Linked DNA regions of Mus musculus: all the other regions are linked to region 2. The links are chromatin contacts, called in public ChIA-PET, HiChIP or PLAC-seq, Micro-C and promoter capture Hi-C maps. All regions are on one chromosome and are shown on one strand. The core of a region is the stretch at or near the end of the contact, and the rest is flanking DNA. Distances in the headings are between cores, read along the strand shown. Region 1 holds the start of Rnf169 (ring finger protein 169). Region 2 holds the start of Relt (RELT tumor necrosis factor receptor). Region 3 holds the start of Pold3 (polymerase (DNA-directed), delta 3, accessory subunit). Region 4 overlaps Gm19765 (predicted gene, 19765). Region 5 holds the start of Inppl1 (inositol polyphosphate phosphatase-like 1). Region 6 has its middle 28 kb from the start of Clpb. Region 7 holds the start of Clpb (ClpB caseinolytic peptidase B).

Region 1 (4,227 bases), core at 15-2,514, 880 kb after region 2:
ACAAAGCCTGTGATTTTCCATAAAGATAACATCTTGGTCCAAATGCACCTTAAGGTAAAAATAATAAACAAACAAACAAACAAATAAATAAATAAATAGGCAACACCCCGAGACTTGTTGTAGTACAGTCATCTTTCCATCAGGGGGAGCCATTCTTTTTCCTAAATCCTCTGTATCCAGAAAGGAAAATCACAGCAAAGTCTCAACACCTCTCCCTGGCTTAAACAGGAATGATGTGGTCAGAGCTGGCCGGTAGGAATGAACTCTAAGATCCATGGGACAAAGCTTATAGGAAGAGGGGTTGTGTGATGGCAGGTCAGTTTGCAGAAGTCACAGCTGCCAGCTAGGTGAAGAGATGAGGAGAAAGAAATCATGCAGTGGGCTTATGGAATGAAGAAGTGGGTGGGAACAGGCTGGAAATAGAGCCATTTTGGCCAGAAAATGACAAGACTATAAGTTAAAGATGCCTGGGCTGGGAGCGTGAGGACCCTTGAGATGGTTCTGTGAATAGAATGTGGGAAATAAGGGCTGTTTTGAAAGGATGGAGACATTAGGTTTGTGCACGGAGCATGCAGATATCCATAATGATAAATTCAATAACTCTGAACTGCAGATATTAGTGTGGGCTTTCATGGGGAAGAAAAGAGGAGACCAGGGAGTCATATAGACTGAGAAAAGAAAAGGCACAAGCTTACACAAGAGTATCTACATTTAAGTATCAAACACAGAAGTAATCTGAGGAGCAGGGTTTGTGTAATAAAGTATGCTTTTTTTTTTTGCCCCAGCCAAGGGAGGGGACTTCATAAAGGGATGTGGAGAGAGAGGGGCTGAAATGAGGGCTGGTCAGGTTGTTATTTCAACAATCACTCAAGACTTTTGGTCATGATAGGCCTCATGCTAATCACAACAAGCTGCTATGGCCCCGAGGAGAAAGCCCTTACCAAATGAAGTACTTCGACAAGTTTCTGGATAGCTCATATTTATAGTTCATTTTATAAAGTTCAGGGTCGCTCAAAAATTCCAAATAAATTCTTTCAGTCTCTCAAGATTCAGTGCTAGAAACTACAAAAACAGGAGGGCGGGCTGAAAGACCAGATATATAAAGAATAATCATTAAATATTAATAAGCAGTCTCCTCCTGCTAAGCGAAAGGCCCTAGGAGAAATATCCCCAGGCGGACTAGGTTCCCGCCCCCTCATGAATATGCAGATAGCTGTCCGCCGCGCACTGCCCCGCCCTCTACTCCTCTCCCACCGCAACCGACTCTCCCTTCAAACGGGAAACAAGATGGCGGCGGCAGGTCCGAGCACTCGGGCTTCTTCCGCTGCGGCCGCGGCAGCTCTGAGTCGGCGGGGCCGGAGGGGCCGCTGTGACGAGATGGCGGCAGCGAAAGCCGGGGCTCCGGGCCCGGCCTCCAGCCCCGCGTTGTTAGTGTTGCGGTCAGCGCCACGGCCGGAGGAGTCGGGCTGCACCGGGTGCCTGGAGACCCCGGGGGAAGTGGCGGCCCTGCCGTGCAGCCACTCGCGGTGCCGAGGCTGCGCCTCGCGCGCGGCGGGCCCGGGCTGCCGTCGCTGCCGTCCCCGCGGTTCGGGCTGGGCCCGCCGTCGGGCGCGCGACGACGGCCAGGCCGCCGCGGAGCTGATGGGCGAGCGCGCCCGTCGTGGACAGCCAGAACCCTGCCGCCCGCGCCGGGACGGGGGCGCGGCTGCCTCGGGGCCCAGGCCGGAGCCGGAGCCGCTCGCGGAGCCAGGTGGAGCCTCCCCTCGCCCCTGTGGGCTTCAGCCAGGCCCAGCCGCCGGGTCTGGCCTGGTGAGCGGGGTGGAGGGTCCCGGGCTCTGCTGCCGCGGGTGTGGAGAGTTCTGCTGGGGTCGCGACCGGGTTCTGCCCAGGCGCAGTATGTGTTGGTGAAGGTTGAACTTTGGAGCGAACTGTACGCGTGTTGAATTTGGAGGGGCAGTGAGGGGACCCCGCGCCTTGCGTAAGTCAGAAGTTTGGAAGGAAACAATTCCTGGAACAAGTTAGGGGCATGTTGAAGTTGGTGCGTGGAGGGGGAGGGGCCCTGGAGGATCCCAGCAGCGCTTGTTTCAGTGTTGGGCAGAGGGCTTGGGGTCGCGCGGTCTAGGAGGGATGTGTCTTCCAGGGCTGGAGAGAATGAGGTGTGGGATATCCCAGGCTCAGGGGGAGCTTTGCAGACTTGAGAGCAGAGTGGGTTTTGAGGATGAGCTCTCGTGTGAAGTTCTTTCTCATGCTATCTTGGGAAAAAAAAAAAAAAAATATATATATATATGCATGCTTAGCGCAGAGCTTGCCACACAGGATGAGATAAATGCCATCTATTTTGGTGATAATACTAATCATAAACGTTAGTGGTGCTTGATGAAGAAAGCTGGGTGGGATTTAAGTTTTGGAGACAAAGATTGGTTTGGCTGGGGGCTGTTTTCTGTCTTTCTATGTAAGTTTCATCTATGATGCTGGCAACTTAAAGGTCTGTTGTAGGACTCTTGGCCTGAACTCCTTTGCCTTTCTCACCGTCGGCAGCCCATCACTTGTTGGTGCTGAAGTCTGAGATAGAAAATTCCGTTTGTAACATGAACCGAGACCTAGGCTTCTTTGGTGCAAGCCTAAGCAACATACCTACAGCTGAGATTTTCAAGAACCGTGAATCAGGAAAAGCCATTTGCTAGCCCTTTTATGTTAGGAATTCTGCCTTACGTCGTTTTCAGCAGAAGGAAGGCATTGCTTTGTGTGTATATGAAAGTGCAGTTCCTAGAAACTGTAGAGTCCAGAATGCATCTATTTTTGGTTCAAGCAGAGACACCTGCCAAAGACACCTTGTTTTTCAGTCTAAGGGCTGAGATGCTCTGCATTTTACTTTCTGCGTTTCTTGTTATCCCTTCCAAAACCATCACAGTGCTCTTGGTTGTACCTTTATTTCTATTTTATAGGTGAAACTGAGGCCCAAAGAGATTAACTAACTTGTCTTATGATGAAAGTACAATTCCATATGATTTTCTCAATTTAGCTTGCTTTAATTTCTGAGATTATAAATATAAGCAATTTCTCTGGTCTCCCTACTACATTGACTATATGGTCAAATAGAATAGCAGTTCTCTTTATATATCTCTTGGAGCTGTTATGAAACATCCACCTTGAAATTTGAATTATGAAAGAATGCATTGCTTATTGATTTGTGTAAACTTTTCCCACTAAAAGAAATTTGTTTAAATAAAGGATAGGCTATTAGTGATTAAGGACATTTACCTAAAATGAGAATCCATAGGACTTGTTAAGTTACTTAGTATCTTTCAGTTATATGTGGGTCATAATGAAAAGTATTTTCCCTAAATTTACTTTTTGGATCATTGCAATCATATGTTTGTCCAGCTAAATAATTTTAGAAGAATAGAAAATACTGCCGAGCCAGTCATGGTGATGCAAACTTGGAATCTCAGTATTTGGGAAGTGGACTCTGGAGGGTCAGAAGTTCAAGGTTATTGGCATCATGGGAAGCCATTTAAAAAACAAAACTTAAAAAAAAGGAATTGCTGAGTAGGGCTTGGAAACTATCTTTTAGCATTGGTAGGTATTTACTGAAGTTATACACAATCTATTTTAATTAAAACTTTAACAACGGGGTGGGGGCAGCAAGAAGTCACCAGCAGTGCCAACCTAACAGTGAGTTCAGTTCAGGACTTCCGTAGTGAGGGCAGAGAACTGACTCTGAAAAGTTGTCCTTTGATCTCCACATGTGTGTGGTGGCATGTGCACCTACCTCCCAAAATAAATAAAGAAAAATGTAATAAATACAATGTTGAGTGTGTTAGGGCAAGCCTATAATCCCACAATTGGGAGGTAGAGACTAGAGAATAAATTCAAGATCCTTGAGTACATAATAAAATCCAGGCCAGTCTGGGCTACAGGAGGCTCTGTCTCAACAGAACAAAACCAATCTCAACAACCTTGTATCACTCGTGAGTTGAGGGAAATGGGAGAAAGTATTCATTCGGTGAATGTGCTTTCTTCCCATTTCCAGGGTCACCGGTGTTTTGTTTACTCTTTCACAGTTTGTGCATCTGCATGAAATCCAAATCAAAATAAAATACATATTTGCTATGCTATACACACTGTTCTCTGTGTGTGTGTGTGTTGTTACATGGGCACACAGGACAGAGGGATGTCAGATACCTTTCTCTCTGCCTGTGGTTCCCAACCTTCCTAATGCTTCCA
Region 2 (3,853 bases), core at 457-2,956:
ACACCAGTAACGTGGAACTTTTTCTGCCCTGTCCCCAAAACCTGGGCTCAGCCAGGTTAATGGAAACTCTCCCCTCCCTCTCGTCTCTCAGGTGTCCAGTTCTCCTCCTGGAATTTCCCAGGCTCTGGGGACCTGACCTTTCCTTTCCTTTCCTTTCCTTTCCTTTCCTTTCCTTTCCTTTCCTTTCCTTTCCTTTCCTTTCCTTTCCTTTCTGTGGCTCAAATTCTATGACTTAATTTGTTTACCAGCCCACCCATTCCCAACAGACATATTTACTTCCTCAACCTCTTCCGTGAGCTGTGATTATCCTGATTCCAGCCAGGCCTCTGTCTCCCGCACTGGGCTCCTCTGTGCTGTCCGAGTTTCATCTCATCCTGCTCTCCTGGCCACCTTAGATTCTTTGAATGATGCTGGGGGAGTGGGAAGGTAACGGAAGAGAAGGCTGTGGGAGCTGAGATGTGCTACTGCTAGTGCCACCGCACCACTACTGCTACTACCACCGCACCATACCACACACGGGCCCAGTTTATAACCATTGCAAGAGTGCAATGGTTACTTACTGCCTGGCTTCTACAACGATGTCTCATAGTGTTGGTCACTCTTTTTGTGTTTGCTTGCTTGTGAAACAATGTCTCCATATGTAGCCCAGGCTGGCTTGGAACTCAGGAGCTTCCTGCCTCTGCCTCCCAAATCCTGGCCTCCCAGTCCGTTACTTCTCCTGTCCTCCACTGGACACTGCGATGGCTGGCATTGGTGATAGAAGAGTGGGACCGCTGGTGTTAGGGGAGAGGATTGTCATTGTCATACCTACTTGGGGGAGGAACCAGCTACCCTGAAGGAAGGGGTATTTAGGCCAGGTTCCAAAGGAATTCACCAGGTGAGCATTCCTTATAGTCTCTCTTATTAGCTAGGTGGGGGATTCTAGAAACCAGCTTGGGTCTCATCCAAGACACTGAGGGTGCTCTTACCCACAACCAATTCCAAAGACTATTCCCAGGCAGTGGCAGCTGTGGCCCTAGTTACACAGGCAATGGTGACAGGATCTGAGTAGCATTCATGTCTCAAGCACCTTTTCGCTGCATCACACAAGCCCAGATTTCTTGGTTCGGAGCACACACACACACACACACACACACACACACACGCCCGCACGCGCGCGCGCACACACACACACACACCACACACACACACACACACACACACACGCCCGCACGCGCGCGCACACACACACACACACACACCACACATACACACACACACACACACACACACACACACACACACACACACACACGGCCGCGCCTCCCTGATGCGCCCCAAGGGATGCATGCGCACACACACACACACACACACCACACATACACACACACACACACACACACACACACACACACACACACACACACACACACACACACACACACACACACACACACACACACACACACACACACACACACACACACACACACACGGCCGCGCCTCCCTGATGCGCCCCAAGGGATGCATCTGAAGAACATCCTAGTCGTAGCCCCTGCAGTTCCTAGGAGGCTCAAGAGGTGGCGATGCGGAGCAGCGTGGCCTGGCGGGAGAATCGTGAGCCCTTGGCCCGCAGAGGGGCTCGGGGTTAGGGGCCGCAAGTCGGAGCTCTGACGTCGGGGGCGGGGCCAGAAGCCGTGACGCGAGGGGAGGGGCCGCGCAGCTTCCCGGCCAGGCCGGCGATTCATTCAAAAGGCGCGCAGGCTGCGCGGCCGGCCCCGAGCGCTCGCCTAGCGGGGCCCCGGCGCCGCGTCGGACGCTGAGCGAAGCTGGTGCTGCGGGCCAGGTAAGGAGGGTGCGCACGGCCCTCAGCCCCGCTCCGCTGCTCCGAGGAAGTTCTCCTGAGCGGCGGATGCGTCAGCCCCGCTCTCCTGCCCAGTCCCGTCCCATCCTGGTGCTGTCTACGCGTCCCGGAGCCCCCGGGCTGCGCGTCCTCCCGGCACCGCGCGCGGCGCAGTCTGTCAGAAGGTGCGCGAGAGGAAGCAGCGGAACTTGGCGTGCAAGGGGTCGGGGGAGCCCGGGAAACTTGGACTGACACCAAAGGCCGGCTGCGGGACGGGACGGCGGCGCCTCGGTGCGGCTGCAGCGCGGGGCGGCCGGGAAGGGGGGGGGTGTTCTGAACGGTGTCAGCCAGTGACTGTGGGTGACACGGCGCATGAGGCGGCCTGGCCCGGGCGAACGTGTGGCTGGGACACTGGGCGGTGACGCCGAGCCTAGCGGGCGACACAGAGGGGCTCTGTGTGTGAGGCAGGCAGAGTGTGTGTGATTGTGTATGTGAGAGACCCCAGGTCACTGGGGTCACTGTGTGTGGCCGGCCTGTAGTGTGACCCGGGCTAGTTGTGAGTATAAGGTAGAACAGAGGAACCCTAAATAACTTAAGCAAGCCCTGAATCACGGGGTCATAGGGTGCATGTGGGACGGGGTGGGGGGGGAGGGAGGAGAGAGAGAGAGAGAGAGAGAGAGAGAGAGAGAGAGAGAGAGAGAGAGAGAGACTGTCTGCCTGCCTGCCTGCCTAGGATAGAGTAAGACAAGGAGGAACCTGACACCTTCCAGTGTTTGAGGGGCCAAGGAAGATCAGGAGTCTAGGGAATAAAGATCTCTCTCCAAGACACCCTTAGAGTTCAGTTTAGTGAGTTTGCACGCAGACATGACCTAGCAGAGGAAGCCAGAATTGGGTGGGCTAGCCCCTCTGGCACAGAGAAGACCTGAGGTGGTCTCAGTCTCCACTCCACTCCACGCTCACACACACACACACACACACACACACACACACACACACACACTGAAGTCCCCAACATCTAGCAAGGCACTGTGTATTCTGTTTTGTGATCAGATCTACCCCTGCTAAGCCTCAGTCTCCCAGTCTGCAGAGAGGTGTGAATAGCCTGTGAATCATCACTTTGGGATCCTCTATTGTTTTTGGGTCAGTCTTCTCCATTCTCCTCTCCCCTCCAGACAGAAAGACTGCAGTGGGGGTGGGGGCAGGCGTCTGCTTGTGACACAATGGAGTGGTCCAAGGTTCCCATGTGTTGGTGAACAGTTGGAAACAGTCTTGCTCACAGTTGGTCAAGAAGATGTCAGGCTCCCACTCAAAAGCCACTGGCCCTTTAGATACTGAAACCTCAATCCAAAGACACTTCTCTACCCAGGTCTCCTTTTTCAGCCCCCTGGTTGGAAAGAGAGGGAATATTTGTTCTCCGGCAATGAATGGTCTGTTCTGATCTGGTCTTGGAGTTCTTGCTTGGTCTCTGGAAAAGGCCATTCTGAGACTCCTGCTCCCACAAGAGGGGCAGTGCCTCAATTTATGTAGAATGGGTGGCATCTGGGCTCCCTAGCTCCAGAGGTGGCAGTAGCGATGGGGTACCACATCTGATAGAAGTAGTATGTGGAGGGTCTGTTTTTGGTGACCCTCTGGAAGGGGGGCTTGACATTGGGGTGGGGGACAGTGACAGGCTTTCCTTTAAACACTTCATAATGTGCTGTTTTGTTGAATCCTTACAGCGGTTCTAAGATGTGGTGACTCTTAGAGGAACTGAGGCCCAGAGAACCACAGTGGCTTGTCCAAGGTCACATAGACTCAGGACAGTGCCAGGACTGGGATTCAAGCCTGCCTGTGAGGTGCTTGGAGAGGATCACCACTTTCCTGGTAGTTGCTCTTGGCATATCTGAGCTCCCATCTATCAGACTTGGGCTGGCAGGCCTGGTAGGCCTGGCACAGGTGCCCCAATTGAGTTTGTAGTGAGATTCGCATGCCCACGTGGCTAACAAATTGCAAGTGGGCGTTTTTAGTCTTCTTGTTCCTTCTCCGCCTCTG
Region 3 (4,069 bases), core at 113-2,612, 740 kb after region 2:
TATTACACGTGGGTGTTCTGACATTATGAATACAGTAAGTTTGAATTTTTATTTATTAATTATTTTGTGCATATACATGGGCCTGCATGTACCATGGTGTGTGGAGACCAAAGGATGACTCCAAGGAATCAGTTCTCTCCTGCCATCTTTATGTGGCTCCCTGGGACTGAACTCAGGTCATCAGGTCTGTGCTGCAAGCACTTTACCCACTGAGCTATCTCATTGGCCCCAAGATCATACTTAAAATAGTTTTTGTTTACACAAACCCTGTCTCAAAGTCCTTGCAGTTGTTTCCTAGTCACTCTTCCCATGAACAACATGAAGGTGGTTTGAAATGATGGGACCTCATCTTTTGTATGTGTGTGTGTGTATAAAGGGATAATAAAATCTAACAAGACTACTTGAGGATTAGGGTCACTGCTAGAGATGCCCACCACATGCTAGTTACTCAGTAAGTAAGTAATTGTGATATATCTGGGGAATATACATGAAACTAAAAGACTTTCTTCATCTCTTAATTCGTGGGAGGGAAAATTCCAAGGGATACTCTTCTCTGATTTGTTTTTGACCCTAAAACCTTTCAGTGTATTTGTAGACACAACTGTAATCTCTTTGACATGATCTTGGGTTTATTTACAGGCATCTGTTATGATTCTCTATGAAAACCACACAATGCATTTGCTGGGTTTCTATGAGACTAAATGAAATTTCATTTTCAAAGCACTTGCTCAATATGTTTGTCGTGTAACAACACAGTTACCAGCTATTATTAGTGTGATCGTGGTGAGCACAGCTTGAAGGTTTTATGTGTATCGTCTCACTTATAACTCCAGCCAAATAGAATGATTTGATTTCTCGTCTGCTCTTTTCCCCAGTCTTTTCACATCTTCCGGGAAACTCCTGGTTGACCCAAAGATCATGTCCCTAATCTAGTGACTCTTACTTGGTAGCTCTGGCTAGGTTGGAGCTCCATGGGTAGAACAGGGTGGTCTTCAGCTCACAAAGATCTGCTTGCTTTTGCACCACCACGCCTGACACCAACTCTTTTAAGCCACCCCTCCTCCCCCTCTTCCCCCTCCTCCCTCTCCTTTACAATGTAGGCTCCATGTGTACTCTTGGCCACAGCACTCCCCCGCCCCCAGCGGTGAAATATAAGGTTATGAGTCAGTCTACTTGTGGTAGCAGAGAAATCGCAACGTTCTCAGGTGCACACCGACAACCACGGGCTCGCGCCTCACTTCCGGTCGGTCTCGCTCCAACTTCCCCCTACATCAGCCCTGGCTGGCCTCTCACTAGTTTGGCCCTCACCCGCCGCCGTAGCGCGGCGCCTTGGTTGCCCTGGGAGACGACCTGTGACCCGAGAGTGAGCGAAGCTGTTTCCCGCCGGCGGGAGCTACGGCTGGGGCGGGTTGAGCGCGGGGCTCGAAGCCGCACCACCATGGCGGAACAGCTGTATCTAGAAAACATAGACGAGTTCGTCACGGACCAGAACAAGATCGTGAGGAGCTAGGACCACGGGGGTGGGGAAGGCGGGGCCGTGCGAGGCGGGTGTGCGGGGGACTGGGCCTGCCCGGTCGGCGAGGGGTCGCGACCCCCGGTGCCTGTGGCTTCTCGGGGACCGGCTGAGGTGGCCACTGGTCACCGCGAAACCCGCGTAGGGAGACACGCCCTGCGGGCAGAGCTTCTGGCGCGCGCCCAAGCCCCGGGGCCTTGGGCGGGATTGTGAGGTCCGGGGGCGTGGAGCCTGGGAAGCCAGCGGGGTTCGTGAGGCTTCCTTTCCCTGCTCTGTCGGGTGGTGGCCCCTCAAGACAGTTGAGACTGGCCGACTTTCATAGGCGACTGCCTGGTGCTTTACCCACCAGAGACAGTTTCCTCTTCCTGGAAATTTAAATATTGAAAGCAGCTTGACCCACCTCCTCGGGCTAGCGTAAAAATGAAGAGACTTGGGTGTGATGGACCTTTGCTGCTGTGAGCCCATGGACACAGTTTGGTACACCGACTCACACCTCCCGGGTCCTCCAGGCTTTTGTGTTATCCCTAGAAGTGGGATTTAGCCAAGGGTCAAATGACGTGTATAAACGCGTCAAGGGCCATTAGGGCTGGATAGATAAATTCTTGAATCCCAGGTCTGTCTCTTTCCCCTCTGCCTCTGTCTGCCACTCTGCCTCTGACCAATCTTTATTAGTCCTCTTATTGGGAGTGCATCGTTTAGCTTTGGAAGAAACAACAGACATACCGGGTCAGGGAAGGATGGAGGCTCGATGCCCCTAGTTCTTGAAATTACCCCATACTACATTTATCCATTTTTCTCTCTCTCTTTTTTTTTTTTTTTGATTCCCACACCACCTGTTCCTCTTAACATTTGAATAGTTGCAAATTTACTGAGAAGTTCCTGGGTTATGTGCTTTCAAGTAATGCTAGGTTTTAGATAAATTTTAGGATAGTTTTAGGTAGCTTCTTAAAGACAAGAGGGTCAGAGAGCTTTTAAGTAAGACAAGGAGTTTGAGCTAAATAATCTTTGGCTTGGCTTTGTAGACTCTTAAGACTTTTCTTATTATGTTTAGTGTCATGCGCGTGCGCGCGCGCACACACACACACACACACATAATTGTGCTATGTCACAATTATGGATGTCAGAGGACCAGTTCTCTCATTCCACCGTACGAATCCAACAAATCAAACCCAGGCTCTTTTTGTTTGTTTGTTTTTCGAGACATGGTTTCTCTGTATAACCTTGGCTGTCCTGGGAACTCACTCTGTAGACCAGGCTGGCCTTGAACTCAGAAATCCTCCTGCCTCAGCCTCCTAAATGCTGGGATTAAAGGCGTGTGCCACCACCGCCCGGCCAAACCCAGGTTCTTAAGGGTGTGGTAGCAAGTGCCTTTCCCCACTGCCCATCTCTCTGACCCACCTTTGTAGATTCTTTTGCATTGATCAGTCTGTGAAGCATCTTAGTGTTTGTAAGGTAAGTACCCTGGCCTTACTTGTCATATGGTTTTTTTCTTGTTGGTATCTGCTGTAGTTTACAGGACACAGCCATCCGAGAATAAGAGTCCCTAGGAACAGGCTCTTGGCACTTATCTGTACTCTGGAATCAGCTAATAAAACCTTAAAAATTGTTTTTTGTTTCAGGTGACTTACAAGTGGCTAAGCTATACACTAGGGGTTCATGTTAACCAGGCCAAACAGTAAGTTCATTTGACTGCTAATTTTAATAATATTGGAATTTTTCTTTCACTTTGTTTTTATTTATTATTTTCAGCATCATCTTTTTATTGTTTATTTGGAATTTTCACATCATGCACCCCACTCACACTCATTTCCCAGTCCTTCCAGGTCCAACACACACACAAATGAGTCCAATCTGAGTTGCCTGTATAGTCATGGGACATGGTCAGACTCCCAGTGGCCAGCCCCTTAAAGAAAACGTTCACTTTGTTTTAATTCTCATAGAACTAACTCTTAGGTTAGAACTGACTTTCTACCTGGGTCAATAGGAAAGAATATTACTTTCTCTGCCTTTTGACTACTTTTGTCTGTCTTTTGAACTGTGTGTGTTCATGTATGTAAATGTGTATGCACACAGGCTACAGGGCACAGGGCAAGGTCAGAGGACCGTCTTGGTTTCATTCCTGCCTTTCTGACCGGTTTGAGGTGGGGGTCTCTTGTTATTCTCTGCTGTGTACAGCACACTGGTTGGCCTGCAAGCTTCTGAGGATACTTTGGTCTCTGCCTCCCTCTCCCCACAGGAGATCTGGAAATACAGGAATATGCTACTTACCCAGCTTTGCTTGCTTGGGTTCTGGGGATCCGACCTCCGGTCCTCATGCTTGCTGGTGGGCCTTTGACCCAGTGAGTTTTTCCCCAGCCCTGTTTTTCCCGTAGATCAGTGGACTCGTATGCAAATGTGTTGTGATAGTTTGCAGCCAATTTTGTAGTGATTTGAATGAGAATGAGTCCCCCTAGATATTTGACCTCTTGGTCCCCAGTTGGTGGCACCTTCCTGGGAGGTTTAGCAGGTGCAGCCTTGCTGGAGGCACTGGAGGTGCTGGAGGCAGGCTTGGTTGTT
Region 4 (3,914 bases), core at 1,390-3,889, 690 kb before region 2:
AAAGACCCAAATAACAAATATTCTAGTAGTATTGCCATGAGAATTAAAAGAAATTCATTCAAGATATATTACTTGATATGTATATATCGTTTAACAAATGCTGTTTGATTTTAAATATGAAGGACACTGTTCACATCTCAGGTATTTGATTCTAATTCATATTGATGAGGAACTCAATACTTACAGAAAAATCTCTTGCTTACAATCTAGGGACCTTGTCTCCTATCACCCACCACTCAGGATCTGGGGATTGTCTGACTTACATCCTGGCTCCACCTAATGTTGTCTAGGATGTTAAGTTTGACTGAAAGCCCAAGGAGCCAACTTGAAATGAGTTACAGTTTGAGGAGTGTGCACAGAGTAGTCTTTGGTCTAAGTAGCCCTAACACTCTGAAGGGTTTCTGCAAACATGAGAAGTCTTTGGAGGCAGAAGTGAAACTAGGGGGAATTATCACAGGGATTTTATGTGCTTGCATAGAGACCTTTTGATTTTGAATCAGTCCCAGGGAAACCATGATATCTACCCAGGTACAGAGTCCACCAAGAAAGATGCTGCCCTTCTGGAGCAAATGGCCCATGTCCAGTCCAGGAAGGCTTGAAAGCCACAGATAAGCTCTAGATCACACCAGCTAGTATAGAATACATGATGCTTCAACAGTAGATCTTCAGAAGTTTTATACCTAGAATCCTCTTCTTAGGTGAAGAAGGCAAAGCCATGTAGGCTTTCTATCATCATCATCATCATCATCTTCTTCTTCTTCTTCTTCTTCTTCTTCTTCTTCTTCTTCTTCTTCTTCTTCTTCTTCTTCTTCTTCTTCTTCTTCTTCTTCATCATCATTCTAGACAGTATCTTAGAGCACAGAACCTGGGACATGGTGGCAATCCATCCATTAGCTCACTCTCCTGGAATCTGAGTACTTTATCAACAGTACTGAGTGTGCTGGAAGAGTATAACCAGGCACCCTATCCCTCTAGAGCCTACTGTCTTAGGTTTTGAGCTATATATAAAATTCGGGATGTTTAAGGGAGAAATTCATGTCCTGAGAGATCCCACACTGAACACTCTCTTTCTCCTTCCTTCTTCAGGATCCAGAGAGAGCTGTGTATCCCTGTTCCTTGTGGTTCTCCTCGGTCTTCTGGTCCAGCAGCTTACTCTTGCTGAGCTGTAGCCCTCTCCTGTGTGCAGTTTGTGGGTGTGAGTGTTAAAGGGAGGCCAAGGGGGCAAGCCCTGATTGGTTGTTTAAGAACTGTGGAAGGGGGAAGGGTGGGGTTCTTTGAGGGGAGGTCTGCTTTAGCATTCATGACATCTATAAGCATCCAAGGTATCTTCTGGGTCTGTCTTGAAACTTTGCACTTTGACTTCAAATTACGACTCTTTCCACACTTTGCTATGATCAAAAAGCAATGTTTATCTGCCTCGTCAGCAGTAAGAGATTTAAAGTATGCAATTCGTGGTGAATTTTATAATCTAGGGAAATAAAAATTTATAATCACAGCTTGCTTTATAACTAGATATTTCTATAAATTTTATTATTTGTCTGAGAAGCTCTTCTAAAGTATGAAATCTGATTCCCACACTTCTGCAGCTGAGAAAGTTCATATTCCACATTTCTCACAGACGCTCTTGCAGGACAAGTTCCATGGGCCATAAACATCAGTTTTGATCCAGTTAAAATCTACTCCCTACTCTACCCCATTAGAAATACAACCAGCTACTGAGCCCTGTCAGTTTACTTGAATAACCTTGATTGTCTCTAAAGACATAATTAAGCAAATTAATTTTTTGAGTCAGGGTTCCTCTGTGTAACACACCTGCCTGTAGTAGAAATTTCTTTGTAGAATAGGCTAGCCTCAAATTCACAGAGATATGCCTGCCTCTGCCTGCTGAATGCTGGGATTAATGGCATGTACCACCACCCCCTGGCTAAGGTCATTAAATTTTTAAAATTGTATTATTTCTGTATGTGCATGATGTGGGTGTGCTAATGCCTCAGAATGTGGGAAGGGATTGTTGGGAGCAAACAAAGAGACTTGTTCTAAGTGCTGCCATTTTGTTTTCCGACTCCACTTAATCATAGGGGGAAACTAAGTTCAAGGCCCCAGCCCTAGGGAAACTGGGGACTTCCCAATAGCTGAAGTCTGTTGTAAAGTGACAGTTGTCTGAGTTCAGCTATCTCAGGGGCAACTTCTCTGTTTTGCTGGCAGGGTCAAACTAAGTTCATATTCCCAGGCCCAGAAACCAACTCCTATCCTGACATAAGTGGAAACTCCCTTATGTCAAAATATGGTTGGAGAATGCTACAGTCCACCACACAGTCCCTCAATTTATGATTTCATTCTTTAAATATGCTGTCTGACTTCCCTTCAGGGTTGGAGTTCAGCTCCTGAGTCTGTTCTGCAGCCCTGATCTAGCCTTAGCAGCTTGATTACAATGAGTTTTTGTCATCTGCCTCAGCCTGGTGTTTGAGTTCTGTTGGATCTAAGCAGACCCCATAACAGGGTCAGAAGATAACTCAGGGCATCAGCTCTCTCCTTCCACCCTTATGAACGTTCCAGGAATCAAACTCAGGTTCTCAGCATACACAGGAAGCATTTTAACCGCTGAACCAGCTCACCTCCCAGACAGGCACATTTTGAGGCATATATGGGTCAGGAAGTCTGTGCCCTGTATTTACCAAGGGTGGGTTCAGCTCACGTGAACAAAGATTCCCTTACTCCCCCTTCCCCACTCTCCATGCATGAAGATAGTCCTGTCTTGTTTGCCAGTAAGCAACAGCCAATGTTTGAATTGTGCAAGATGAAACAAGGTGATCTGGTTGCAGTGGTGCTCGCCTTTAGTCCCAGCACCCAGGAGACGAGGCAAAAGAATCTTATGACTTTAAGGCCAGCCTGGTCTATGTAGCAAGTTTCCAGGGAGCCAGAGATACATAATGAAACCTGCCTTAAAACAACAACATTACAACAACAGCAACAAAACAAACAAGCACACACCAAAAAACCCCAGCAAAACAAAACCCCAAAAAACCCAGCAAAACAAAACATTGTCGATAGAGTCAAAAAAAACTGAACCACTCAGGCACAGACAGGAAGTGGATCACAGGGGTGGCCTTTAAAACTCAGGGTAGGAAAGTAGATTCAATAAATGGAATGAAGGCAACTGGCTCTCAGATCCTTACACGAGCCTGTTAAGTAACATTCATGGTAAACCACTGCTTGGAACAAGACTCCTATGCCAGGCCCCAGCTGACCAGTTCTTTCTTGCCTCTGAAACCAGTTCCCACTGCTCAGCAGGATAGCGGACTCCTTCTGTTTTGTGGAACAAGATGTTGCCTGGCTCTGGAGTAGATACTAAAAGGCCAATTTGATCTCTAAGCTAAACCTGCTCTCTCCCTTTCCCCCTCTCCCTCCCCTCCCCTCTCTCTGTTTTTCAAGACACCATACATAAGAGTCCTCCTGAAAACGGGCTGGAAAGGTGCCTCAGTGGTTAAGAGCACTGTCTGTTCTTCCAAAGCTCTGAGTTTAATTCCCAGCAACCACACAAAGGCTCTCAACCATCTGTAATGGGATCTGATGCCTTTTTCTGGTATATCTAAAGACAGTGTATTCACATTCATAAAATAAATAAATCTTTTTTTAAAGTTACCTGAAAAATTAAAGGTTTAAATGTAAAAAATTAACTTCTGAAATTATTACTAAAATGTAGAAAAATATTTATCATCAGAGCAAGGGGGGGGGGGTCAGGAGAGGCTTATTTCATCTCCATGCCTAATTCAGACCACCCACCCAGGGCTCTGTTCATAGTCCCTCCTGGAATGCAGGATGCTTGGGACACCAACACAACCATTCTCCCACAGTTTCTGAGGCAAGATAAGGGGACAATATACGAACGTGTGACTGGATCCCTGGGTCTTCCT
Region 5 (4,181 bases), core at 1,593-4,092, 970 kb before region 2:
ACCAGTGGTGGGAAGCCTGTCGTACCTCCTTTACCTGCAAGAGAGACTGGCATAAAGGCTGGGACTGGTCCTCAGGTAAGGACCTCTGGGTAGCGAGATGAATGTAGGGTTTGGAAAGGGGGAGATTAAAGATGTTTGGGGTGACCAGAGGTGAGGTTTGACCCTAGGTCTAAATGTCTGTGCCCACTATGATTCTGCCTGCAGGCATTAACAAGTGCCCAAACACAGCACCCTGTCACACGTTTGAGTACTACTTCCCGACACCAGCCAGCCTTTGCGAGGGTCTCTGGAGTCACTCCTACAAGGTCAGCAACTACAGCAGAGGGAGTGGCCGCTGCATCCAGATGTGGTTTGACTCAACCCAGGGCAATCCGAATGAGGACGTGGTGAAGTTTTATGCTTCCTTTATGACATCTGGGACTGTGCCCCATGCAGCAGTACTTCTTGTGCCCAGCCTGGCCCCAGTGCTGTCATTATGGCTCCCTGGCTGAGAGGTCAGTCTTCCTCTCTAGATTTCTCCTCTATCTACCCTTGGTCTGGTTCAACTCTTCAAAGAATAAGGAAGTCTTGAGCCTGCTTCCACCCCTCTCCTCTGTCATCCAGTTCCTGATCCATGTTGGGGGTTGGGGTTTCTACAATCATTTTCAATAAATCTATGACACATCTGGGCCTAATGAATTATTGTCACTGTGAGCTTGTGAGTGGGTGGGGACAGATCCTTTCCAGTCAGAGTAAATAGTGTTTCAAAACTCACCATCACTATACAAATGTTCATTGTAAGTTCCCTCCTCCTAGAAGGTGGATGAACCGAGCGTCTGTGCTTCAGTAGCCTGTAGGAATCTAGTTGCTTCTCAAATAACAGGAAGATCCAGGATTTTTAAATTATATCATTCTCAAGCATTATCCCATCATGGGCTGAGAACATAACTCAGTTGGAAGAGTGCTTGCCTGGAGAGCTTGAGTCCAACAAAAACAAAAATACATCTCAGGGGGCTGGAGAGATGGCTCAGTGGTTAAGGCCACTGACTGCTCTTCCAGAGGTTCTGAGTTCAATTCTCAGCAACCACATGGTGGCTCACAACCATCTGTAATGGGATCTGATGTGTCTGAAGACAGCTACATTGTGCTCATATACATTAAATAAATAAATAAAATAATTAAAAAAAAAAACAAAAACAAAACACATTCCCTATTCCCATCATGTGTCTGCTTAGCTCTGTTCTCAGCTTACAAAGGGGAAGCTGGAAACGGGAGTCCAGCAGAGATTCTGGAGAAAGGGGTAAAAATTCACACTGCCTACTATGATATAGATTGACTGGGTTGGGGTCCCTTGGACGAGGATAGTCCATTAGGAAGTCAATCTGGAAGATACAGAAGAAACAAAAGCTTGCATTTCGCCCAGTGCTGTATCCTACTGATGAAGCCAAAGAAACTATTAGTGGCTTCCCAGAGGCAGAAGCACCCTCTAGCCTTCGGCTAAATTGTATTTGTGTTTATTCTGAGTGTGTGCCTAGGTGTGTGGGCTGCATGGATGACTTGGCACAGGTGTGGAAGTCAGAGGACAACATGCAGGAGCTCTCTCCTTCCACCACATGGGTCCCTGGGGTTCAACTCAAAGTCTTCAAACTTGGCAAAAGCGCCTTTACCTGTTAAGCCATCTCACCCCAATGACACAGTCTTTAGCATCGCCGTCCTCTCAGGAAGCTGTAAATATATTGATTTTGGAGGGTCGTGACAGCTTTTCTCCAACTCGTTCTCCTTTCTTTCTTTGAGGCCACATCTCTTATGTAGTCTTGGATGGGCTGGAAGTCTAGACCAAGGAAGCTGGCTTACAACTAGGTAGAGTTCCATTTGCTTCTGCCTCCTGTGGGTCGGGAATACAGGCATAGGAAAGTAAGACCCCACTGCACACCCCCGGGATCTGGGGTGGGCGTCCTCCATTCCCGGCGGGAGGAGCTGGGTACAGATTGGAGGATGTTACTTTATTTAAGCCCTGGCAGGACCAGGAGAAACAGGTAGGTGGGTGGAGGATCTCTGTTTTTGTATTTATCTGTTCTGGAAGGTCCCTACAGACCCGTCACGTCCCAGGCTTTGTTCTAGATGGGTTAAGCCAATGCAAATTGGCTTATCCTCTAAACAGAGGGAAACTCCTCAGGGTTGACCCCAGGCTCGGTCAACAGGTTCAATTTACCAGAGCGAAAGTTCTCTCCCAGGTTAAAGGGATGCTCCTGACAGACTCTAGGAGTTGGTGGTTGTAGGCAAGCGGCTAGAGGCCTGCGCCTTTAAGGAGCCAGGGGGCAGAGGGGCGGGGCAGGAAGAGAAATCCTTGGAGACGCCACCACCATCCAGGTCTTTTTTTAGGGGGGAAATAGGGCGGGCCAAAGCCCTGTTTGGGTTCCGCCCCGTCTTCTCCCGCCGGGTCCCCTTTTCCGCCCCAGGGGTCGGTGGATGGGAGGTCTTAGCAGCCAGAGTCTTAGGAGCTCCCTGCTCGCACCTGGCCCACGGAAGCGCAAGTTTGTTGATTTGGAGGGAGTAGCCGGAGCGGGGGCGGTGCTAATAATACCCGTTCAGTCCCCAGTCGCGCTTTACAGTTTACACAGCTGTCACCTTCGTTACTCCTTAATTAATAATAAAAATAGCCGCCGTCCCGGAGCGCACGCTGCATGCCAGGCCCTGAGCTTTACAGGCAGAGCCCCAATGAGCCCGCCCTCGTAACGTTACCCCAGTTATCGAAAGCGAGAAGCTCGGGCGCACTGAAGAGCCAAGGCTGTCCCGAGGTCACTCTGCGGGCGTGCGGCGGAGACCGGGACGCGGGCGGACGAGGCGGGGCGCGGGCGGGGCGGAAGGCGCGGGGTGCGCGGTGGCGGCGGATGGCCATCTTAAGTGGCCGCGGGGAGTCCAGGGAGGCTTCCCCGGGCTAGGAGTCAACCCGAGTCGCCCTAGAGGTGGGGCCTGCGTTCGGTAGTTGAGGCTCTGAGACTTGAGGGAACTTTTTTTCTAGGTAGTCGAGGGGGTCCTCCTGGTCTGGGACTGCAAAACCTGGGCCTGCGGGTGTGGGGCGTGGTGCCAGGCAATTTGGTGGAGATGGGGGAAGGGTTTTGCCAGGCTGGAGGGCCTGCGGGGACCGGTGCGTGAAAGGCACCTCGAGCGCGCGCGTATGTGTGGGGTGGGGTATCGGATCTCTTTGGGATCTTGTGGGATGTGTCAGGAATCGTTTTGGGGGGTTCAGGTCTGAAGGGGCCTCTGACCTTATAGGAGTTACGAGAACTTGTTCTCTTGGATGTTGTAGTAGTTGTGGATGTCTATCCTGGAGCCTTGCTTTCCGAACCTTGATCCCGCAAGGCTGTGGGGGTGCCGAGTAGAAGAGATGTGTGTAGTAGAATCAGATTTGCATAGGGATTAGGGGTCATCTCATTGCGAATCGTTGGAAGGATTGAATTCACCAGCGAGAACTTGGACTCACAAGTTGTCCCGGAGCGGGTACCGGGGAACTGGATCTTCTTGAGGTGGGGGGACAAAATAATTGTGGGACTTGGGAGGTGCTGGTCTTGCGGGTCCTGTAGGGCTGTCGGAGCATCGTCCTTGCCGAGAGAGGCTGGGGGCAGGGGCGGCCCGGGCTCTGGGCCGAGTGGAGGGGGAGGGGACCGGCCAGCTCCTAGCTCCGTTCCCGCCCCTCCCCCGCCGCCTCTGAACAAACTTTTCTTTCTCTTCAAGTTGAGGCCGGCGCTGCGGGCGGCGGCGGCTGCGCGGAGATCCAGGCGGTTGGCGCGGCCAAGCGTGGAACCCACATACTGGGTTCTCTCGGGCTGGTGGATCCTTAGTCCCGGGACCCGGGCCCAACCTCGACTTCAAGCTTCCCCGGGCGGATGGCGCGGAGCGGCAGGCATCGGCGGCGCTGAGCCCTGCGTGGGCCATGGCCTCAGTGTGTGGGACACCGAGTCCCGGGGGTGCGCTAGGCAGCCCGGCCCCAGCCTGGTATCACCGTGACCTGAGCCGCGCTGCTGCGGAGGAGCTCCTGGCTCGGGCGGGCCGCGATGGCAGCTTCCTGGTGCGAGATAGCGAGAGCGTGGCGGGGGCCTTCGCACTCTGCGTCCTGTGAGTAGGGCGGGCACACGCCGAGTGTTCCTTGGTTGTGGTGGCAATCGTGGTAGTGGGGTGACTGTAGCTGGTGGGGCTGCAGC
Region 6 (3,662 bases), core at 291-2,790, 770 kb before region 2:
TTCTTTCTTTCTTTCTTTCTTTCTTTCTTTCTTTCTTTCTTTCTTTCTTCCTTCCTTCCTTCCTTCCTTTCTTTCTTTCTTTCTTTCTTTCTTTCTTTCTTTCTTTCTCTCTTTCTTTCCCTCTAGACACAGTTTCTCTGTGTTGTCTTAGCTGTCCTGATACTCACTCTGTAGACCAGGCTGCTGGCCTCAGACTCACAGAGATCCACCTGCTCCTGCCTCCCGAGTGCTGGGATTAAAGGCCTGCCCCACCACCACTCAGCCTTTTTTTTTTTTTCTTAACATGTGCTGTGAGGATTCAAACTCAGGTCTGCAGGCTTGCAGGGTATCTCCTGAGCCATCTCCTGACCCACACATTTCTTATTTACCCATCTGATGATGGCAATGTAGGTATAGAACATGTTTCTTGGCTGTAATGAATTTTTTACATGTCTTCTATTCTTTCTTTATCTGATATAAAGTCTCAGTCTGTAGTCCAGCTGTTGTGGATCTCATGGTCCTCATGCCACAGCTTCCTCAGTGCTCTGATTATAAAGTAAACAACAATGCCCACTTTGCATTATTTTCCATCAGAGCCTAATGTTCATTCAAGTATAAATGTCAGTCCTTTCCCTATCATATCCTTATATTGTTTTTGACTCTTGGATAAACAGTACCCTTACAACAACTAGCAAACAATGGTTGGAACCTATGGCGGACATTGGAAGCCTGTGGAATGCACACACACACACACACACACACACACACACACACACACACAGGAACACACACAAGCACGCTAGTATGAGTGCATGTGTGTGTTCCTATATATACATATGTATATGTATGTATATGAGAGTTTAGCTTCTGAGTAGAATGACATTTCTTCTGCTTTCTTCCTCTCATTTCATTTAGAGCTGGACAATAAGTACGTCTTTGGTGCTGCAGGTTTAGACAGCGAAGCTGCTTCTCCATTCTGAGCCTAGAGATTGTATGCATACTGTTGATTCTTTGGTGTAGCTGGGAAATACACGTTGTTTATTTTGTGATTCTTTACTTTTCCATTTGTGTTTCTTTTCTCTCTTTGAGTAGGAAGCTTACCCCTCTTTCCAGCAATGAACACCCCCCCCCCACTTCACTGCTGTGTAGAACCAGACCACAAACATAGACAAGGACAAGCAAGTTTTAGGCCTCCTGTGCCCAGGTTAGATCTAGGATTTTCTGGGGTACTGTTATCCAGAAGGGGGGAAATGGTGGACAGAGAACAGAGCTGGCTTTCTGGAATCCAAAGGATTTTGAAGCCATTTGGATAGAATCAAAGGCCTTGGTGGCAGAGAGTGGCCACATGTACACTGTCTTAGTTAGAGTCTCTATTGCTGTGAGTAGACCCAATGACGAAGGCAACTCTTGTAAAGGAACACATGGGGTTGGCTTACAGTTTCAGAAATTTAGTCTATTATTCTCATGGTGGGAAACATGGTGGCAGTTGGGCAGACATGGTGCTGGAGAAGGAGCTGAGATCTACATCTTGATCTGCAGGCAGATGAAGGGAACTGTGTGCCACACTAGGTCTCATTTGAACACATGAAACCTCAAAGTCTACCCTCAGTGACCCACTTCCTCCAACAAGGCCTAATAGTGCCACTCCCTGTGAAAAAGCATTCAAACACTAGAGTCTATGGGGGCCATTCTACTTAAACCGCCACATTCACCAAACCTCTTTCTTTGCCTTCCTGGCATATTCTGGGGCTCCCTCTCTATTCTTCCCGGCAGGAGTGTGTGGCCATAGGACTGGGTTCTGCCAGCAGAGTTTGAGAAGTAATGTTTGGCATCTCAAGATGTTCTCACATAAGGGAAATTGGTGAAACAGAAACAGTCACCCAGCCTGTTCACTACTGCCCAGGGCGCACACCTGTCGTCTCCTTCCTCTCCTTTTATGTATAATTTTAGGTGTCTCCACAGACACAAACCACACATTACTTCATGCTCACTTTGGAGTGACAATACAGTTACTTGTGTCCTCTGTGTCCAGCTCCCAGTTCAAGATTCCTAGCTACAACCTGCAGCCAGAGTTCATAGTATTTCTCATGATATGACTATTGACAGACTATCCAGCAGCTGCAAAGCAAAGTGTCTCCCTCTGACTCTCTCACAGTGCTTTTTCCCTACTACTGGGCACCCTCTCTGGGTGATAGAAATGTAAGGAGTTGGCAAAGTGAGATAAGGACAAGAGATAATTGTCTTGGTCTCTTTGGGTTGTGACCTCTGCAACACTGATGGAAGGGATTCGTGGGACAGTGGCATTTGCCATGCAGGCTGAGAGATAAAAGCTACCCTCAGGTTGTACTCCTTGTTGGGTTCAGTGAGAACTTTTGTGTTTTTCTAGTAAATCACTATCCCTTTCTGCTCATGCCCAAAATCTTCGTGTTTTGTTTATTTGATTTTTGAGACAAGACCTCATGTAACCTTGAATCTCTTATGTCACAGAGGATGACCTTGAACTACTGATCCTTTTACTGGAAAATGGGGGAAGGGTATCACTCTAGCATAGGCTGACCTGGAGTTTACCCTGTGGTCCAGGCTGCCTTGGAACTCATGGCACCTTCCTACCTCAGCATGAGTAGCAGGATTAATAGGTATATGTTACCTGTGATGGTTTGTATGTGCTCGGCCCAGAGAATGGCATTGTTAGACAGTGTGGCCCAGTTGGAGGAGTTGTGTCACTGTGGGTGTGGGCTTTATGACCCTCATCCTAGCTTCCTGGAAGGCAGTATTCTGCTAGCAAGCAGCCTTCAGATGAAGATGTTGAACTCTCAGCTCTTCCTGAACCATGCCTATCTGGATGCTGCCATGTTCTCACCTTGATAATGGACTGAAACTCTGAACCTGTAAGCCAGCCCCAATTAAATGTTGTCCTTTATTAAGAGTTGCCTTGGTCATGGTGTCTCTTCACAGCAGTAAAACCCTAACCAAGACAGCCCCTCATCATACCCTGGAATGGGACCCTGGAATAGGACTCCTGGCCAGAGACGGGCCTCCAACACCCTCATAAGCTGTCCTTCACCCTCACAAGCTGTCTTTCTCCCTCAAAGCTGGGCTGCCAGTCACTCAGCCCCTTTCACTTCCCTTGCTAACCACACCTGCCCCGACTAAAGCCACAGGAGCGCCTACATTTCAATTTTCGTTTTCTCTGCACCTTTGTGTGTTTCTTTTTCTCAACAAAGGTGGGGCCTGACACCCTGAGCTCTCTCATCAAGGCCTCTTTGCAGTTACCCCTGCCTGACCTCAACCACATACTCTGTCCTCTGCCTTCTTAGCTACCACACCTACTTTATCTACCTTCTTTACTCTAACTGGCCACCAGGTTCTGGGTAGCATTTGGGATGCTGAGGCAGGGGAATTGTCATGAATTTAAAGCCAGTCTATGCTATGTAGTGAGTTCCAGGACAGGAGGGGTTATAGAGTGAGATCCTGCCTCAAACAAATGAAAGGACTTCAAAACAAAACAACAACCGACAAACATGAGTTTTATGGCGATTAACTTAAGAACTATGTCTTCAGTTGATTGACGTTTCACTGGGTGAAGAGATTTCCCCTCTAGAAAGAAAATCTAATCCCTGAATTAGAGTTTTAGGTTAAAAACTCCCACCTCTCTGTGTTCTTAACACCCTCATCCCTGTGTC
Region 7 (3,869 bases), core at 1,342-3,841, 800 kb before region 2:
TGGTGGTTGTTTGTTGTGTGTACTTGTTTTAGTTTTCTTGGATAAGATCTCATTTTATATCCCTGGCTGTCCTGGAACTCAAGAGACCCACCTGCCTCGGCCTCCTGGGATTAAGGGTCATACCCAGCTCTTATGGATTGTTCTCATTCATATATTTAATTGGACCCAGATAAGCTCCAGCTGAAAAAAAAAGAGAATCATTCCTTATAGATACCTCTTATCTCTTCACTCCCCTTCCTTCTCAGAGGAGGGAGGAATGAGTGAGGCACCCTGGGCTCGCAAACTTTCCATGGTTTTCCATTACCAGAATTCCCTTTGGCTTCTAAAGAGACCCATTCCTCAGAACATTGCACTGAGGGACTCTGCTCAACACTTGTCTAGGCAAGTTGGCAAGACTGGAACCAGCCAGAGCTTTATGTCATCATCTCTTCTATTAGATGGACATCACTGAAATTGACATGCCATGAAGTCCAGTCTAGGGCTCCCAGTAACCTCTCAGGCCAGACTTCAGACACATTTATCCTCTTCTTCCAAACACACTGGCTGCTAGACAGTCTGTCCCTATGACCATGGCTCTTCACTGCTTACACAATTCCAAACGCCCCTGCCTGGCATGCAGGGCCATTTCATCTTCTCTCACCTTATTCCAAAGACCTTGTCTTCCAACCCTCACTGGCCAAACTGCTAGCCTGTCCACATGAGGCTAGCTGAAGTCTGGGAATGGAATCCAATCCAATCCAAGGACCACATGTGAATGTCTCCCTTCTCTGGGTCACACGCTGGTAGACAGATGCTTGGTATTAAGGAAATACTAACAGAGGTAAGATGGAGGTCCTGCCCTCGTGGGTTACACAGGCCCCCACCCTCTTTATGTTTCCTATGCTATCCTTCAGAAACCAAGCTCAAGCCCCACATCTTGCAAGGACTTCCAGTCCTCCAGGAAGGCTATCCTGACCCCAGTAGCTCTCTGATCCTCTGTAATACTCACTAGCCCTGCATGACCGGCTGCTGCACCCTCTCCCCTTAGCTGGCTAGGTTTTAAGTTGGGATTTTCTGAACACCTAGGTCCAAGCTAAGCACAGTGCCACCTTCATGTTTGCACAAGCGGAAACCATACAATTCCCGCATGCTTAAACTAGAAAGGCCCTACCTACTTCAACGCCCTCTTCAATAGAAAGGAAACGCAGGGCAGCAAAGAAGGATTAAGAGTCCAGATTTACAAAGACAGTACAAGATCCTCCGTGTCCTTGTTCCTCATCCAGAAGTCCTTTCTTTCCAAGCGGCCCCATCTTATTAAACAAACAAGGGAAGGTCAAGGCGGTCTCCAATCTTGTTCAACAATCTCAGAGTCTGGGGTGCATGGGACAGGCAGGCACTGACAACTGAAAACCTGAGAGGTTGGGCTCAGCCAGGCCACCCTTGCAGCTCCTGCTCAACTCTAAGCAACTGAGGTAAGAAGCCAATCTGAGTTAGCTACCTCCACCTCCTCCCTCCCTCCCCCACTGCTGTAAGTCTCCAGAGAGCAACTTTCAGCCAACTCCCTGTCCCCCAAGGCTTCACACACACACCCTCCACAGTATCCAGCTCATCTTAAACATGACACTAAGCAAAACTCTAAGCAACTAAACAGACTCTGAACTCCAGGAAAGGTCAAAATATTAGAGCACTGAGAGCTTGCCTTCATTAGACAGTGGGGAAACTAAGATTAGAGAGGAACATGGGGTCAGGCTAGCACCAGAACCAAGTGTCCTCCTTCCTTGGACCTATGTACGCAGAAAAACATGTAGAGGCGGTCCCTAAAGCTGTTGAGGCTTCCTGGAGACCTCTTGAAAGACTAATGGACAAGATATAATATTGGTACATAAAAGGACCGGGCTGTAATTAGTCAGTCCAATGTCCCCAATTATACTTGTATACAAACTGATCCCAAAGAGGGTGCTAGACCTACGATGGGAAATGATGTAACTTCAGTGAGTTTTCCATCTGCTGCTCCTGGCAGCAGAAGGTAACTGGGTTTCTTCAAGGTAAGGTTATGCGGGTTTAAATTTACAAATACCTTCAACCTTCCAAAGGAGTCATGACCCACCCACCCACCTCTCCCTTGAACCCAGTTTGACCCCATAATCACCCTTGTTGGATGGATTCTTGCTGTAGCACTGAACCACCAGCGCCATGGCCAAGGCCCACATGCCCAGACCCGTCTTGTTGGGGACCCCATTCCAGCTGTCTTGTCCCGGGAGTGTTTCTTCGGGGCTAGGACCGCGTTCCGACGAGGCGGCAGTCAGGTATGGGATCTCGGTGCGTTCTCCACGGCGCCCCCAGGTGGCTGCCCCCCGTCCGGGGACGAAGGTAGAAGATGCTCCAGGGCGCACCCAAGCGGCAGCTCTCAACCGCTGCGGCTCCCCGCGGTCTCCGGTGACAACGCCACGGCCGTAAGCACCTCCCCGGCTTTGGAGAGATGGAGATTTGATTAACCCTAGGAAGAGCCGAGGCGCTGGCGTGGTTCTCCTCAACACCGCGGACAACATCATGACACCTGCTTCTAAAACCCGCTGGTGCCGGCCCCTGTGCTAGCCACGATCAACATGGCTGCCGCGGCGCGTTCGAAGACGCCGCTTATAAGGTGGGACTGCGCACTACCTCACGGGAGTGGTAGTCCACAGCCCCAGATCTTTCTCTAGCTGGAGACTAAACAAACTACATTTCCCCGAGGGCTGTGGAATGACATCACAATGACCGCTGACAGCGGAGCTGGAAGAATGTTGGGAAATGCAGTTCGGGCAGAGGGGCGTGGCAAAAAGGAAAACTCTGGTGGGGCGTGGCAATTAGGATTCAAGATTCCAGAGCCCCGTATTTGTATTAACACAGAACTTTAAGCCCTGCCTTTGGAAGGTGGGAACCTGAAAGAACGGGAATTCAAGGTCTGGGTCAAAATCACATTCTTGGTCTAGGTCAGCCCCAACTGTGTAAGATATCAAATATCAAATCAAAATATCGAAAATCAAAATACAGGAATCCTAGAACAACTTCCCTAGTGTTTAAATAAAATTGCATTTTCGATGAAGACCTGTTAAGTAACTTGTACCCCTCCCCACTTTTATTCTGAGTTGCTATTGCTTTTCAAAAAGATGTTGAGTGTTGGGAAAGGTGGTGTGTGTCCTTAATCCCAGCATTCCAGGCAAAGGCAAGCAGATCTCTCTGAATTTGAGAAAGTCTAGTTTGCATAGTGAGTTTCAAGATAGTCAGGGTTATGAGCCAGAGAGACTCTGTCTCAAAAGACTTTAAGACTGTGTGTGTGTGTGTGTGTGTGTGTGTTTAAAGATGTGTGTGTGTGTGTGTGTGTGTGTGTGAGTGTGTGTGTGTGAGATCCTTAGGTTTGGCAGCAAGTGTCTTTTATAGTTGAGCCATCTTGTTTGTTACATAATAGTGAATCTATGAATTGTGTTTCAGTTGATTCCTTCTGTAGTTAGCTGACAATTAGCTACTCATATATCTGTGTCTGGCCCCTTGTGTCTCACAGAATTACAAAACTGGGTTTGGGATTGTCTGGGGTGTTGTTTTACCCTGGCTCAAAGCTGTACCTTCCATAGAGTTGCTCCTGATCTAGAGGATACAGAGAAAGCCTTGTAGGCGGAATGCTTCCTGCTCTTGCATTAGAGCCTCTTGAGCTAGATCGAGGGAACAGTTTGTCTGGGCTGCCAGGGCTTCTGACAGGCCCAGGTACTTTGCTGGTTGGTATCCAGTGGTGCCTAGCTGGCTTGTTTGAATTGTTAAAGCAGGTTTTGGGGCTTTCCATTAGCCTGTTGGCTGAGAATAGGTCTTAAGCCTTGGTTTGCATCTGTCCCACTCAAGTCTCATGCCTGCGTTTA

The links. Promoter capture Hi-C pulls out the DNA fragments that hold promoters and counts their contacts. A called contact is a pair of places that touch in the nucleus more often than the background predicts. ChIA-PET counts read pairs in DNA pulled down with a chosen protein or histone mark. HiChIP or PLAC-seq counts read pairs in DNA pulled down with a chosen protein or histone mark. Capture Hi-C pulls out chosen DNA fragments and counts their contacts.
Region 1: a promoter capture Hi-C map of pre-B cells shows a contact between it and region 2, with 2.3 times the contacts expected there. The contact joins the promoter of Rnf169 here to the promoter of Relt in region 2. A contact is called at or near these places in 1 of 39 promoter capture datasets (pre-B cells) and 1 of 9 other capture datasets (adipose tissue).
Region 3: a Micro-C map of embryonic stem cells shows a contact between it and region 2, with 4 times the contacts expected there. The contact joins the promoter of Pold3 here to the promoter of Relt in region 2. A contact is called at or near these places in 6 of 39 promoter capture datasets (erythroid cells, fetal liver, hematopoietic stem and progenitor cells and 2 more) and 1 of 484 Hi-C or Micro-C datasets (embryonic stem cells).
Region 4: an H3K27ac HiChIP or PLAC-seq map of bone marrow-derived dendritic cells shows a contact between it and region 2, with 3 times the contacts expected there. The contact joins the enhancer-like site here to the promoter of Relt in region 2. A contact is called at or near these places in 2 of 39 promoter capture datasets (liver and pre-B cells), 3 of 115 datasets of contacts at active chromatin or transcription factors (bone marrow-derived dendritic cells, large pre-B cells and memory CD8 T cells) and 2 of 9 other capture datasets (adipose tissue and liver).
Region 5: a contact with region 2 is called in a promoter capture Hi-C map of pre-B cells, with 4 times the contacts expected there. The contact joins the promoter of Inppl1 here to the promoter of Relt in region 2. A contact is called at or near these places in 2 of 39 promoter capture datasets (cranial neural crest and pre-B cells), 1 of 115 datasets of contacts at active chromatin or transcription factors (large pre-B cells) and 1 of 9 other capture datasets (pancreatic islet).
Region 6: a contact with region 2 is called in an RNA polymerase II ChIA-PET map of memory CD8 T cells, with 7 read pairs. The contact joins the enhancer-like site here to the promoter of Relt in region 2. A contact is called at or near these places in 5 of 39 promoter capture datasets (embryonic stem cells, hippocampal neurons, liver and 1 more), 2 of 115 datasets of contacts at active chromatin or transcription factors (large pre-B cells and memory CD8 T cells) and 1 of 9 other capture datasets (liver).
Region 7: a contact with region 2 is called in a promoter capture Hi-C map of adipose tissue, with 2.9 times the contacts expected there. The contact joins the promoter of Clpb here to the promoter of Relt in region 2. A contact is called at or near these places in 2 of 115 datasets of contacts at active chromatin or transcription factors (embryonic stem cells and large pre-B cells) and 2 of 9 other capture datasets (adipose tissue and liver).

Annotation. Positions count from the first base shown.
Region 1 is chr7:99,977,495-99,981,721 of GRCm38.p6, reverse strand. It overlaps Rnf169 (ring finger protein 169), which reads left to right and starts at 1,264. Exons shown (of 6, transcript NM_175388.3): 1 at 1,264-1,750. The coding sequence starts at 1,288.
Region 2 is chr7:100,861,266-100,865,118 of GRCm38.p6, reverse strand. It overlaps Relt (RELT tumor necrosis factor receptor), which reads left to right and starts at 1,706. Exons shown (of 11, transcript NM_177073.6): 1 at 1,706-1,825.
Region 3 is chr7:100,118,793-100,122,861 of GRCm38.p6, reverse strand. It overlaps Pold3 (polymerase (DNA-directed), delta 3, accessory subunit), which reads left to right and starts at 1,362. Exons shown (of 12, transcript NM_133692.2): 1 at 1,362-1,498; 2 at 3,133-3,188. The coding sequence starts at 1,439.
Region 4 is chr7:101,550,031-101,553,944 of GRCm38.p6, reverse strand. Gm19765 (predicted gene, 19765) reads right to left here. Exons shown (of 3, transcript NR_166075.1): 2 at 3,889-3,914. It also overlaps the pseudogene Art2a. Among named protein-coding and RNA genes, the nearest start is that of Gm19765, 4.1 kb to the right of the region's middle. Within about 2 kb of position 2,639, at least 59 of the 459 cell types and tissues checked have an H3K27ac peak or open chromatin away from gene starts, as enhancers often do. A contact at or near this core is called in adipose tissue, bone marrow-derived dendritic cells and memory CD8 T cells, where this site is marked.
Region 5 is chr7:101,836,485-101,840,665 of GRCm38.p6, reverse strand. Inppl1 (inositol polyphosphate phosphatase-like 1) reads left to right here and starts at 2,842. Exons shown (of 29, transcript NM_001122739.1): 1 at 2,842-2,945; 2 at 3,715-4,095. The coding sequence starts at 3,914. Gm10602 (a long non-coding RNA gene) reads right to left here. Exons shown (of 2, transcript XR_003946663.1): 1 at 3,249-4,181; 2 at 1-1,864. It overlaps Folr2 (folate receptor 2 (fetal)), which reads left to right. Exons shown (of 5, transcript NM_008035.2): 4 at 1-75; 5 at 205-678. The coding sequence ends at 491.
Region 6 is chr7:101,634,204-101,637,865 of GRCm38.p6, reverse strand. No RefSeq gene overlaps it. Among named protein-coding and RNA genes, the nearest start is that of Clpb, 28 kb to the left of the region's middle. Within about 2 kb of position 1,540, at least 24 of the 459 cell types and tissues checked have an H3K27ac peak or open chromatin away from gene starts, as enhancers often do. A contact at or near this core is called in memory CD8 T cells, where this site is marked.
Region 7 is chr7:101,662,473-101,666,341 of GRCm38.p6, reverse strand. Clpb (ClpB caseinolytic peptidase B) reads right to left here and starts at 2,591. Exons shown (of 16, transcript NM_009191.4): 1 at 2,129-2,591. The coding sequence starts at 2,531.